Regions from separate parts of the Zea mays genome. Here regions 1, 2, 3 and 4 are each linked to region 5. A link is a contact called in public Hi-C data. All regions are on one chromosome and are shown on one strand. Each heading gives the region's core, a stretch centred on a gene start, on an enhancer-like site or on the middle of the called end of the contact. The rest is flanking DNA. Distances are from core to core; before and after follow the strand shown. Region 1 holds the start of LOC100274253. Region 2 holds the start of LOC103650050. Region 3 holds the start of LOC103650051 (putative ribonuclease H protein At1g65750). Region 4 holds the start of LOC100273935 (rhicadhesin receptor). Region 5 holds the start of LOC100280710.

Region 1 (2,700 bases), core at 129-2,628, 300 kb before region 5:
CTTATGTCCAGATTTAGAGAATCTTTCTTGTAGCTGGTATAAAGCCAGAACAACAGATATAATGGGGCAGAGGGAGTACATTTAAACAACAGAGACCAAAGTGTGAAAAATACTTACATCTCCCATCGTCGATCAAGCACATCAAGCTGTTCTTGCAACTTCTCTTCTGTCCAGACTAAGTGCAAGGTGTCATGGTCAAGTTTGGATACAGCAGGAACTTGTGAAGCAGTGAGTGCAACCTTGACACCCTGCAGGCATGAATCCAACTGAACAAAATGCAGCATGCTAGTGGGCACTTGCTTCAGCAGAATAACATAATGCACGAGAAAAAAGGGAGCATGCCTCAATAGGGTCTTGTTTCCTGCCCAAAAGGTACCTAGCTTTCCCATGTTGCGTCAAAAAACATAATGCAATATGAGCATCATCCATGTCAACAAAGAAGCTATTGAATTTGCTAATCGTGACAACACATGTCGATGTCCAATGAGAGTCACTCAATTGCCTAGCAATATCGGCAGCTCGTTCCTGCAATCAACTAGCAGAGAAACAAATAAAAATACTGTATGCTACCAAACAAAGACACTTGGGTCGAGCAATTTCACGTACCTCAATCAACAATTTGAACACGAGGATATCCTCCTGCCAAACCGCCTTCCTGGAGCTGATGGTCATGAGTCTCACCCTCCTGACCAGCTGGTGCAGGTTCGTTGAGGATGGATCAATCAGCTCGGATTTCAGCAGTACGTCCCCATCCGCACGCATCTCTTCCTGAAAAATGCCAAAAAAAAAATTCAAAATCCAGTTCCCATGACCTAACGCAACAGCTGGAGAATCTGAGACAGCCGTACGACGGGCAGACCAGAACTTGCGGCAAGCATAGCGGCGTGAGCCCCCCGGGGCGCGCGAACCAAGCGCTCGTCACCTGCAGTTTGTCGGCGTCGCCCCGTCAGAACATTCAGAAGAGAGGAAGAGAGCTCAGGTGGGTTGGTTAGTGGGGCAGTCCGGCAGTGGGCGGGACGCATACGTGGTGGGCAGGGGCGGAGCAGACGCGGAGTCGCCTGGCGACGCGGAGGAGAAGGTCCTTCCAGAAGAGGACCGTGGGCTGAGGCCAGTCGCTGCGCTGCCCCGTGAAGGCCTTGAACCTGGCGCGGAGGTCGGCGCTGTCCAGGTCGTCCCACCAGGCAACGGCGCCCACCTCCGCCCGCACCGCCGCCTCCCACCCCTCGCCGGAAGCCATAGTATCCGAGAGCCGAGACGGTGCTGCCCGCCCGCCCCCGGAACCGGAAGCGGTACGAATTGCGGAAGCGGGTTTGGAGACCGGCGCCGAGGGGGAAGGGAAGATCGAGAGTGGACACGGAGGGGAAGCAAGAACGGGGAAATTTTGCTGGGCCTCGGTTTGTGACCGTCGTTCCAGGTTGTATATAAGGCCTGAGTGCCTGACCAGTCATCAAAACAGCCTCGTTTTTTGGCCCAGTTTCAACCAGGCCTAGAAGCCCATAAATTCTAACCAGGTCATTACAGCCCAAACGTTCCCAGGGCCGCTCCGAGCCCATACCAGCAGCTCACTCGCTTCGATTGATTCCGAGGGCTCGCGGGCCAGAGGGACACGTACGTGGCGTCGTCAATTCGTCTTCCAAACTTTCCCAAGCACAGGCTTGCTCCTTGTTAAGTAACCCTAGTTAGGGTTATGTGGGCAAATACCGACTTTGCCCCTGAGGGGTCTCATATCTCTATATAAGGAACATGTACACCCCTTCATAAGACAGAGATCAGAAAGAGGCCAGAGGTCCAACCATATATCCTGTGTCTCGTGTGTTTCTTCTGTCGTGCTTATGGGAAGGGAGACGGATTCTCTACAGCTTCTTGCGTCTCTACTGCTGATGGGAGGGAATGGAGCGGATCTGGTGATCCGTGGTAACGTAGTTCTCAACACGTTATCAGCACGCTCTACCTCGATGTTGCTGCGAGATCAGATCTGCATCAACTCTCCGTCAAGCCGGCAGGTCCCCGGCCTAGCCGAACAGTCCTACGCGACAGTCTTCGATTACTCCTCTACGCAATCGAACGGTATAATTGTTTTTTTAATCTAATGTTGGTGGAATCTCGTCATCGCCCACCATGTCCAGTGGGGCTCCTCTCGATCTACCCCGAGCACCATAGTTCGTGCTCGCCTTGGAGTCACGACCGCGCGTCGGACCTGCACCGCTCGCCCGCACATCAGAGATGCTCACGTCACGTCGAAAGCCGTGCGCCTGAGCTATGGCCGCGCCAGGAGCCGCACCCACGCCAGCAGTCGTGCGGCCCTGGCAACCGTGCTGGCTGTCACGCCAGGATCAGCGCCCGCGCCTGCAGTCGCGCCGGAGCCGACTGCCCTGGGAGCTACATCCGCCAGTCATGCATGTCGTGGTCTCGTGGAGATGAGAAGTCCTATCCTATTCTTGTGCGCCTGGAGTCGTGGAGATGAAAAGTCCTATTCTTGTGCTGCATGGAGATAAGGACGTACGAGAGAAAAAAAAGTGTTCGCACTATTCCATGCGTTCGTGCCATGAAAAAAGGCATTTGGGCCCACTTCCCTTTGACCAGTGAACGAGTCAACCAGACGCAGATACTTCCAGCGGTCTATCCATGCAAGACTCCTCGAGTAGGCCCCCTATTTTATATAAATAAATTCATGTTGAATTTAAACAAGTTAAAGTTGTA
Region 2 (2,700 bases), core at 165-2,664, 390 kb after region 5:
CAGTGAGCATACAGAGTGTACGGTGGGTTAAACACAAAAGACGTTTTAGTTGAAGTTGTATACAATTCAACATGAGTCATGTTGGTTAGAGGGTGGAAGGCTAGGCATTCTGCTCAATAGATCCAAGATTCGATCCTAGGCAGCCATGATTTGATTTTTTTTCTGGACGGCTGAGATCGTAGAATGACAGAACACAAAAAGGCAGACTACTATTGCTAACTTAATAAGTAGTAGAGGTTTACATGATACATTAAGAAAGAGAAAAGGCACTACTAATTTTGAACATTGTCTGAAGCTGCAATTCTTTGCAGATAAACCTATAGGTCTCCACTTGTTGTATACTGAACATTAGACTATATGATGATGATAATACAAAACGTCCACCACGTGAGCAGTAGGGTCTGGTCTAGCAGCACGAGTATTTGTTCCTGTTTAATTCAAAAATAAACTAGCGGATGACAAATATTCGATAACGGAGTTAGTATATTTGAGGCTTGTTGTTGGAGAACCACGTTTTGTGTCACTTCTAAATAGATTAAATCGGTTTAAAAAAATATTGACCTTAGTTTAGGATCCTTCTTGGAGTTGCTTTTACCCGCAGGAGATTGCTTACATTGGCCTCCACGTCGAAGTATAGTTGTACATTCGGGCCGCCCAGCCCGGCCCGGCCCAAACCCGAAAAAACTCGGCACGTTTAATTTCGGGCCGGCCCGGCCCAGTATTAAATTCGGGCTGTGCCGTGCCGGCCCACGGCCCAGCCCATATTTCACTAAACATGCCGTGCTTTAAATGGGCGGCCCGAAATAAAAAATGGCGCAACCAAACGCCCGCACCGGGCCTCAGTCGCGCAGTACGACGGCGGGGTCCTTGGACGGCCCGAGGTCTCCCCCTGGGCAACCGGCGCCGGGATCGTCGGACGCGTCCCTCGCGGCGGTGGTGGCGGCGTCAGGGTCGGGGTCGCGGGCGGAGTCGATGGCCTCCTGAGCCTGGTCGAGGTAGGGCTTGAAGCCGACGCGGAAGGAGAGGTAGCCGAAGGCCACGGCGCCCAGCACCACCACCCCTGAGGCCCTGAGCGCATCGCGTTCTGCCGCGCCCGGCTCCTGCCCGCACTCATCGCCGACACGGACGCGCGCACCTGGTTTGGCCTCCTGTCGACCTGAGAAGACAGAACGGTGGATGGATCCCTGATCCTTCCCAGCCTCCCTGGATTGGACAAGTGCAGTGCGAGTCTGTGGACTGTGGGTGTGGGAGTGTTTTGTCTCTATAAAGTCTAAGCAAACAGCTAAGCTGCCTACTCGATCCGTTCCTTCTAATCTTTCCCTATCTTAAAAGTCACAGGTTATGGATGGAGCATGCCGGTGGCCGGTGCTGGATGGGAGTCGCCAGTCGGGAATCGGGATCGGCGGATCGGGACACGGGAGAAAACGGCGGCCGGGCAGGGACGTAGCACGTAGGGTTTCAGGTTAATGGAAATGGGCCGCGCGGTTGCGGCGCTTTAGGCCCGTCCCGCCGTCCGTCCGTGGACACACAGACAACGAGAATTTCAGGAGTGCGCTGCTATGAATTTCGGGCCTTTCGTGCCAGTAAACGGGCCAATTCGGATCTGCTTAAACGGACCGGGCTCGTGCCCGCCTGTGGGCCTCGGCGTCGGCCCAAGCACGGCCCGATACAAGTATACAACGGGCCGGGCCGGGCCGGCACGGCCCGAAATAATTTCGTGTCGTGCCGTGCTTGGGCCGAACTTTTTTTTCGTGCTTCGTGCCCGTACATTAGGTCCAGCCCAAATGTACACCTCTACGTCGAAGTACTTGCTCGTCACTTTGGCCTGCAGATCCACGGGCCACGGCTCTCTGTAGCGAAACACAGGCAGGCTGTCAACACGCACACGCGCTCGGTCTCTCGGGGAGCGCCGGCAGGTGCCCGTAACCGGACATACTGACGACGCGGGCGTCGCGGTGGCCGCCAAGCCACAGCGCGTGCGTAGCACGCCGCGTCTCGCCGTCGGCGGTGCCGGCGCAAGGACGGAGGGAGCGGACACGGCCGGCATGCACACCAAAGTTTTGTTTTGGTTTGGCTTCGCATATCGGTTTTTTTTTTGGATTGTTTTGGCCTATCGGATTAAATGGAGAAATCAAGAGGGAGTGGTGGGCCTCCGGAGTTAACTTGCGTGAACGCCTTTGTATGGCCTGTTGGGCTCCTTCCCACTCGACTACCCTTGTCTTTTCCTCTTTTCGGCCCGTAAAACTGGGCTACGGTTGTGTGTCCTTTTGTAGCCCGTGTGTAGCGCAAAAAATAATTATTTTGTCTCTCTCAACTATCGTGGAAGTTAGTCAGCCTTTTCACCCATATAAAATCAGATAGAAATTATCTCATCTTTGAAAATCAGGCACGTGACCATATGTCTGATTTTCTATATGTGTTTCCTTATTCTTTATGTTTATTTTGATCAAATCTTTAAAAAACCCAGACTAAATCATAGAAAATTCAATCTTGTTGAACTCCACATGAATAGATTAGATCTATGCTTTATGTAATTAGTTTATAGATGCAGTTTCTGCGGTCCAATTATATTGAAAATTTTATGGTACGCTAACTATTACATATTTGAGTTATAGTAAATAAAATCATGCTCATTGGATCATGTAATGCTGAATTATAGATTTAGCTAGGTTAATATTTGTTAAATAGTTTTAAAACAAT
Region 3 (2,700 bases), core at 184-2,683, 440 kb before region 5:
CGGGAGGTCGGCGGGCTTGGATGGAGCGGGCTTCAGCTTCCCCTCCCACAGCACGAACCGCGGCGCGTTCGGGTCCCCAAAAACCAAGTCATCCTTCAGCTCGCTGTCCACCTGCGCGCGCGCATACAATCCATTGAGCATTTCAATTTCACGCCTCCGCAAGAGTCTGACAAGAAGACGCCCGGGCGCCAGCGAGGAGCGTACGGCTATGGTGAGAACGGGGTCGGATGGCTGGAAGCTGTTGGGACTCTCCTCTTTTCGAGACATTGACAATTTTGTCATTATGATTTGTAGACTTCACCGCTATACCATCTAATTCACAAATAATAGACATAAATGGTTCCAACAGTCATAAACATGAAATAACATAATAACAAAATGGGAAATTTGGATCCATACCATTAAAAGATCACCACTTTAGATCTATATCATTACTATCTCACTTACATGTGAGTCCACATGAGTAAATGACATGTGTGGTCCATGGTATATATCTAAAGTTTGGATCTTTTAATGGTATAGATCCAATTATTCCTAACAAAATTGAGACTTGAGAGTGACACAATCACAAATTTCTCCCTCCCAAGTCTCAAAGGTACCCTTCCTCGGGTCGCTCGACCGGGGTGATGTTGCCGCCGGAGCGGGCGCGGGCCTCCGTGACAAGCACGTCCCCGACGCCGTGCCGCCTGGACAGCGCCTGCGCGGTGCAGAGGCCACTGATGCCGCCGCCCACCACGACGCAGTCCGCGTACAGCTGCGCGCCGGTGGAGGCCGGTGCCTCGGCCTAGCCGCCCGCCACAGCGGCGCAGCGTACGCTGTAGCCTGAGTCCGCGATGGCGGAGCCGCGCAGCCTTCGGCTCCCATTGAGTAGCGGTGAGGCCGCAGACGCAGCGGTGGCCATGGCGGTAGCTGCGACCATTCCCCACGGCGTTGCGGAGCAGCGAGCCAGCGAGCGCGTGTGCGGCGGAGGCGGAAGGAATGACGCGACGAGATGAGGTAAGGCAGTTGGGCTTGGAGTTAGGGATGGCCCACTGGAACGGCACAGGTGGGCTAGGAATTGCATTTGCCGTGTGTGATTGGTTTTGTGGATATCCAATCCAGCAATCAGTCATTCGTCAAAGTCTACACAAGATACACAAGGGTGACGGAGGCCTTCTTCGCCCTTGAACTTGGGCCCTGGTTGCAAGACGAATTTGGGGCCCAGGGTCGATTGCAGCAAAATATTTCTTGAAAAAATAACCTATATCTCTCTATGAACTATCGTTCTGGTCTGATTTGCCTCTCAAGATTTCACACCCTGATACCATAACCCATCAACTCTCAAACCGTTCAAATTAAGGTGCCATTTGGTTTATCTCTACTACTCTATATGTTAGCAGTGTAGGCGTCCACACTGGCATGTTCTGCCACCCGCAGCCGCCCCGCCCCGCAACCCGTAGCCGCCCCGCAGCCGTGTGGACGCCTACCAGATCTCGGTCGCGATATTCCAGCGATTCTACGTCCCGCCGCCGCCATCATCGCCCCCAAACTCGCGCTCTGCTCCGCGGCCTCCACGCCCTTCCCCCGCCCGACTCTCCTCGCCCGACTCTCCTCTCTCCCGCAATCCCCGCGGCCTTGCCCCAGATCACCGTCCCGGCTCCCCAGAAATTCGCCTAGATCGCCGCCCCAGCTCTCGATCCTCGCCCACGCTCTCCATGGAAGGCGAATCCGTCCGCGACAGCCCGATCTCCATGCAAGGCGCGTCCTCCGCCCCGGATTGCTGCCCCGGCTGGCTGGTTCCTTCCTTCCGGCTTCCCCCGTCAACCAAATCAACTCGTGAGGTCTCCTCCCCATCGCCACACCCACGCGCCGCGCACAGCACACCCGCTCGCCACGATCCCTAATCAATCGGACTGACCCTAGCCCGCCGCCGGCCACCCACGACCGCCCGCCTCGGCTCGTCTCAAATCAGGCGTCCCAGGGGAGCGAGGCCTCGATCGCAGCGGACCCCGATGCCCCGCATTCTGGCCCCTCCGGCGACGTCGGCGGCAGCGGAGGCATGATCCGGGGGGGACTCGGCGGACCTGCCAGCCATGGACGCCGCCGCACGCCCGGCCATTGTCATCGACAACGGCACAGGGCTCCCACACCTTGCAGGACGTGTACGACTCGCTGGACGTGCACGTCGTCCACTGCCTCTCCGTGCTGGTCGACGCTGACTAGGCGCCCGACGACTACTACATGGTGGCCTGCACGCTGTTCATCCACGTCGCCAAGTCCGCCTCCACCCTCATCCGCTACGCCGGCTCCAGCGGAGCCTCGCCGACGCCCAACATGACCGAGCCGCCGGCCGGCTGGGCGACTGGGCCTGGTCCATCAACCAGGCCAGGTCGTTCCGATGGAACCTGACGGCCAGTGTCGCACGCCCCAACCTGCAGGGCTCCTACCACTATGACCAGATCAACATCACCCGCACCATCAAGGTCATGGTCTCCCGTGGCCACATCGACGGCAAGCTCCACTATGGCTTCAACGACATCTCCCACAGGGACACCGAGACCCCCCTCAAGTTCGCCGAGTACTTCAACGTCACTCACGGGGTGTTCAGCTACAACCAGATGGGCAACGTGCCCCCCGCCGTCAATGGGCCACTCCATGTCATCCCCAACGTCATCACAGCCGAGTTGCATCTATTTGATCAATTCTAGGCGCTGAGGTTAC
Region 4 (2,735 bases), core at 60-2,559, 410 kb after region 5:
AAGGAAAATCTGTGGCATGGAATAGATGTATGTTATTAGATTAAAATAACAAAATTTATGTATGGATAGGATCACAAATGGATTCCGAAACATTTTCCCATAACAATATAACACATATGTACATAAGTTATCGTGTTATTATATGGTTTCGTTGCAACGCACGGGCACTTACCTAGTATTCTATATTAAAAACACTTGAGCATGATGTTCTACTCGTTAGACAACTTTATCCATTGTCTCCCACCCTTTTTCCATCAGGGGGTGGGTTCGAACACCACCTCCTGCATCACTTTTTAATATTTTACGCTGATTTAACCAAATAGCTCGACGAGCTAACGGGCCGGCCCGACACGGTCACGCTGGCCTGGGACGAAGCTGCGGCTCGGGGCGTCGTCGGGCCGCCCGTTTGGCCATCTATATGTGGAGGTGTGGTTTGGAACGTGGAGATTGTAAGGGGCCAGGCTGCAGCGACTTAGTTAAAAATAGATATGGGGTTATTTGTAAAAATATGACACGGGACGACCGTTGAAACGAGTGCTTTAATATAGTAAAGATGAGCTACTCTACTAATGCTAATGAATCTATACACATGCAACAAGCAATAAATTATAATTAAATATAGATAAAAATTATGTAAAGTTATATGTTTACAGTATAAATATTATCTTTGTCTAGGCTGTCGAAGATTTCTGGATCCGCTACTTGACTACTACCAGCACCACTGTACAACGTGATCCTAAAACAATCTCCTGAAAATGGTACGAATGCCATGTGCTAAGAGCCAACCGTTTGAGCTGCAACCCATGTGCGATTAATCGCCCATGCATCCTGCTGCACGGGTCGACGCCTGTGGCCCGTGCAATCAGGGCGCTGTCTCTTCTCCGTTTCTAGAAACGTGTTCGATTTGTTCTCAATTCATTTGAATTGAATGGAATTGAGTAGGTTTGAATCTCAAACGAGTTAAAATCTTTCATAAATTTTTCTAATATCATTCAATCCTTCTGAGATAGGAATAAGTGAATAAGTCCTGAACGGAACCGTTGGTTCATCCAAGGCAAAGGAGTAAGCAAATGGCACAATGCCATGACGGTGGGCTATGGGTCGGGAGGACCGAGTGCGACGCGAGGACGAAACGAAGCAAGAAACCCGGCCTGTCGCACAGGCACGGATGACGAAACGGAGGCAGAGAACGAAGCTGGACGCCTGGACTGGAGACGGTGGCCCTGGATCCGCCGCTGTCGTCCCACTGCCACGGACGCCCATCTGCCACGCACAGAATAATTAACCCCGCGACGTGCCGAGGACTGCGTCCAAGCTCGGCTGCCCCAAGTACCCGGCATGCATGTGTAGCAGTTCGCCCACGCTGCATAAACAACTCTATCTCAACGGCGACGACGCTCCCATCTTAACAGCCAGGAAGCTGGCGTCTTGCTTGTCCTTGTTCTTTTCCCACCCGGCTACCCCCGTCGTCGCCGCCGCTTTCCCCGTGGTTTCAGAGCTCCAGTCGGCTAGCTAGGCCGCCTGGCTAATCTCCCTGCCTTCTATAAGTACAGGTTCATTGTGTGCTGTGCTCCCAGCTCCATCACTGACACAAGAGAGCACGCTACTACTCATCACTCGCCAACGTGCAGAGATCAGGGAAGCGGCACTCCATCCACTGACTGACCGCTCATGGCGAAGGTCCACCTCTACGTCGCCGCGGCCTGCGCCGTCGTCCTCGCGCTCGCCACCCCGGCCCTCGCCGGTGACCCCGACATGCTGCAGGACGTCTGCCCGGCTGACTACGCCTCCCGTGAGTCAAAACCCGATCGGTCTTCTCAATAAAGCTAGCTTCCTGGCATCATCTGCTTCTTGTCCTGGTGGTCTTGTTCTTGTGTTTTTATATGTATCGCGACAAACAATCGACTTGCTGCTGACCCCGTACGTGCGTGTCGTGTCCGTGCAGCGGTGAAGCTGAACGGGTTCGCGTGCAAGGCGAACTTTTCGGCGGACGACTTCTTCTTCGACGGGCTGAGGAACCCGGGCAACACCAACAACCCGGCGGGCTCCGTGGTGACGGCGGCCAACGTGGAGAAGTTCCCGGGCGTGAACACGCTGGGCGTCTCCATGGCGCGCATCGACTACGCGCCGGGCGGCCAGAACCCGCCGCACACGCACCCGCGCGCCACCGAGATCATCTTCGTCCTCGAGGGCACGCTCGAGGTCGGCTTCATCACCACCGCCAACGCGCTCTTCACCAAGACCGTCACCAAGGGCGACGTCTTCGTCTTCCCGCGCGGCCTCGTCCACTTCCAGCAGAACAGGGGGCACGGCCCCGCCGCCGTCGTCGCCGCCTTCAACAGCCAGCTCCAGGGCACGCAGGCCATCGCCATGACGCTCTTCGGCGCCGTGCCGCCCGTGCCCTCCGACATCCTCGCCAAGGCCTTCCGCATCAGCAGCGGCGAGGTGGACCACATCAAGGCCAACTTCGCGCCCAAGTAGAGATCCAACGTCTGCATTCCCTTGATTTTCTCAATAATAAATCCCCGCGGTGTGCAGTTCGATTTGTTCGTCTTCGCTTGGTTTGGTTCGAGACATTGCTGACCACGCTTGTTACTGCTAATTTGTGCGGACCGGAGGGAGTTGCTTGTGCTCCGATAAATAAGATAAATAATCAATTCTATCGTCGTCTGGGTTGCTTTGACTTGGTCCTTCTCAACCGTGTCGGATTGTGCTTGCAAAATGTTTGAGAGATT
Region 5 (2,700 bases), core at 45-2,544:
TAATCCCCGGTAACAAGCACGCGTCGCATTTCCTATTCGTTCGCCTCGCTTCCGGCAAAACCCGCAAGGCTACGAAACGAAACGAAACCCCCAGAAAAATCTTGACGAGACAAGAGAGAGAGAGAGAGAGAGAGAGAGAGAGAGAGAGAGAGCATAAGGAAGCTTCTGAGCATCAATGAAAAGCAGGAGCTGTACAGATCACCATATGATTATTATTATTATAAAAAAACGCTCAATCAACGATAATCGTGGTCCTGCCTTTTTTTCTAATCGGAACGGTATCCGCAGGCACATGGGGGCGCTATGAGGATGCCCGTTGCGTTGCATTGCATCTTCCAATCATCGCGTCATGAACCACACCAGGAGGACGCACGCCTCTTCCAGCAGACAGGCAGGCAGGGGAGGGAGGAATACAACAAACAAAACGCTAGCTAGGGTTAGCCGCGCGCACGGCGCACCTCATCCAGACTATTATACCCCTAGCTAGCTAGTGTGTCCTGTCTCCGAGGCACGGCATCGCGTGGAAGTTTTCGCGCCAGAACCATAAAAAAAAACAACCAACCAACATACCTCTAGCCACAGCCGATGCAATCATCTGTACAGATCGGAGGTCCGATTCTCTCGGCTGATTGCGAACGTCTTTGGGATTGGACAAGAGGTTTCTGATTGGAGACCCTCGGGGTCCTAAAGAAAAAAAAATTTGCTTCGCTGGCTGGATGGACGACACGACACAGAGGGAAAAGGAAGATGCTCCGTGTTCCTCTGCAACGCAAAATGCTTTTGATCCGGCATCCTAATTATTGGCTCCAGGTAACAAGTGACCCAGAGTTGTCTCTCTGCGACAACAGACGACGGTGCTAGAGACCCTAGCGTACATGTTTTGATGAGTGAGAAGTTTTCCCGGTTGTGTAGTTTCCCTGCTTCAGGTCACACTCATTCAGAGTACCAAAAAAAAAAAGACAAAAAAGAAAATTGAGCATCAATCCTTTTCCCAATCGTGTAATCTTTTTTACTTAGCTGGCTTGAGTACAAAGTAACAATATTTCTTGATATAGGAAGGACGAACTGTCGGGAGTTCCTTGTAGTAGTTTATGGTAGTGACGTTGCAGTAATAGCGTACCAGCAGGGGGGGCTCTGAAGCCCACCGACGGTTGATGAAGGGACACAAATTCTAGGGGAGGCGCTGATAAGACACAAGGACACACGTTTTCTACAGAGAAGCAAAGGGAAAGGCTAAGACGCTCCCACAGCCACGAGCTTTAAAAGAAGGAGAAGAGAGTGGCCCTTAACCCTACCGTTCTCTTCTCCCTAATCCTGGTAATCAGTAGTAGCCACTAGCGCTGCTGCCGTTCTCTTCCCCTACCCGACACAAGCTCCACCACCTCTATCTACCACACGCCACCACTGTAGGAGCTCCTCCACGATCATCCCGCCCTAGAGCCATAATAATTCGTTGAAGAGGAGGGGGTTCTTAGAACCAGAGGGCGGCTACCTGTGAAGGATACCCGTGCTGCTGGCTGCTGCTGCTGCTCCTCAAGCTAGAGCCGTGTGTGGGCTGTGCAGATTGCAGAGCGCAGCTTCCAGTCTCAGCATTGCTTTCAATGGGGAGGCACTCCTGCTGTTACAAGCAGAAGCTGAGGAAGGGGCTCTGGTCTCCTGAGGAAGATGAGAAGCTCATGAACCACATAACCAAGCACGGGCATGGCTGCTGGAGCACTGTCCCCAAGCTTGCAGGTACAACCATCAAAATCAAAATCAAATCCTGCACGCTTTGCTCTACCTTCTCAATTGTCCATCTCCACTGTTTCCTGCTCCTTCTCCAAGGCTACTTCTTTCTCCCAACTCCTCCTCTCGTACCTGCTCAATTGATTGATTAATTAATTAATTAATGGTGGCAGGGCTTCAGAGGTGTGGCAAGAGCTGCAGGCTGAGGTGGATAAATTACCTGAGGCCTGACCTTAAAAGAGGCGCATTCTCTGAGGAGGAGGAAGACCTCATCGTCGAACTTCATGCTGTACTGGGGAACAGGTAAAAAAGCTAAGCCCAAAATCATCACAGACACAGAATTTTGCACAGGCCGATTGCTTCCAAGCAAGCTTTCTTTTAACCAGGCCTTTTTCTTTTTTTTTCCACATCCATGGACAGGTGGTCTCAGATTGCAACAAGGTTGCCTGGAAGAACTGACAACGAGATTAAGAATCTCTGGAACTCGAGCATCAAGAAGAAGCTCCGGCAGAAAGGCATTGACCCCAACACCCACAAGCCGCTCCTTGTCGAGGTTGAACGCAGCAAAGCAGCTCCAACGACCAGTACCGAGAGGACCTCTGAGTCCAGTGATGTTGACCCTTCAAGTGGCGGCGCACTTGGCAACTCGAGCCATCTTCTTCTCAGCGAGACAGCACAATCACCACAGCTGCCAGCGCTCGGTAAGCATCGCAGAGAAACTACTAGCCTCGCACATCTAAGGGTGCCGCCCAAGGAGTTGTTCCTTGACCAGCTGGTTTCTGGTCATGAGAACCTCACTGGCTGCCGCACAGCAGGCCCAGTTCCAAATTTCCCTTTCCAACAGCTCATGTGCTACAGCAATGAATTTGGCAACAAGAATGGTGCTAGTAACAATTCACTCTGGTTTAACCACAATGAGACAAGTGGCAGCACCATTTCCACTGTGATGCCACCAGTTTCGCCATCAACTCTCTC

The links. A called contact is a pair of places that touch in the nucleus more often than the background predicts.
Region 1: a Hi-C map of bundle sheath shows a contact between it and region 5, with 4 times the contacts expected there. The contact joins the promoter of LOC100274253 here to the promoter of LOC100280710 in region 5. A contact is called at or near these places in 16 of 25 Hi-C or Micro-C datasets (bundle sheath, ear, endosperm and 6 more) and 1 of 3 datasets of contacts at active chromatin or transcription factors (leaf).
Region 2: a Hi-C map of ear shows a contact between it and region 5, with 3 times the contacts expected there. The contact joins the promoter of LOC103650050 here to the promoter of LOC100280710 in region 5. A contact is called at or near these places in 5 of 25 Hi-C or Micro-C datasets (bundle sheath, ear, leaf and 2 more).
Region 3: a Hi-C map of tassel shows a contact between it and region 5, with 4 times the contacts expected there. The contact joins the promoter of LOC103650051 here to the promoter of LOC100280710 in region 5. A contact is called at or near these places in 3 of 25 Hi-C or Micro-C datasets (bundle sheath, ear and tassel).
Region 4: a Hi-C map of leaf shows a contact between it and region 5, with 9 times the contacts expected there. The contact joins the promoter of LOC100273935 here to the promoter of LOC100280710 in region 5. A contact is called at or near these places in 2 of 25 Hi-C or Micro-C datasets (leaf and leaf mesophyll).

The regions. Positions count from the first base shown.
Region 1 is chr3:49,222,697-49,225,396 of Zm-B73-REFERENCE-NAM-5.0, reverse strand. It overlaps LOC100274253, which reads right to left and starts at 1,378. Exons shown (of 8, transcript NM_001148619.1): 1 at 1,025-1,378; 2 at 860-922; 3 at 607-768; 4 at 343-525; 5 at 118-248. The coding sequence starts at 1,237.
Region 2 is chr3:48,538,338-48,541,037 of Zm-B73-REFERENCE-NAM-5.0, reverse strand. LOC103650050 reads right to left here and starts at 1,414. Exons shown (of 2, transcript XM_008675718.4): 1 at 1,073-1,414; 2 at 580-1,070. The coding sequence starts at 1,114. The coding sequence ends at 840.
Region 3 is chr3:49,359,439-49,362,138 of Zm-B73-REFERENCE-NAM-5.0, reverse strand. It overlaps LOC103650051 (putative ribonuclease H protein At1g65750), which reads right to left and starts at 1,433. Exons shown (of 5, transcript XR_004857128.1): 1 at 205-1,433; 2 at 1-111.
Region 4 is chr3:48,515,438-48,518,172 of Zm-B73-REFERENCE-NAM-5.0, reverse strand. It overlaps LOC100273935 (rhicadhesin receptor), which reads left to right and starts at 1,309. Exons shown (of 2, transcript NM_001148327.2): 1 at 1,309-1,792; 2 at 1,946-2,698. The coding sequence starts at 1,672. The coding sequence ends at 2,481.
Region 5 is chr3:48,923,300-48,925,999 of Zm-B73-REFERENCE-NAM-5.0, reverse strand. It overlaps LOC100280710, which reads left to right and starts at 1,294. Exons shown (of 3, transcript NM_001153629.2): 1 at 1,294-1,734; 2 at 1,899-2,028; 3 at 2,146-2,700. The coding sequence starts at 1,602.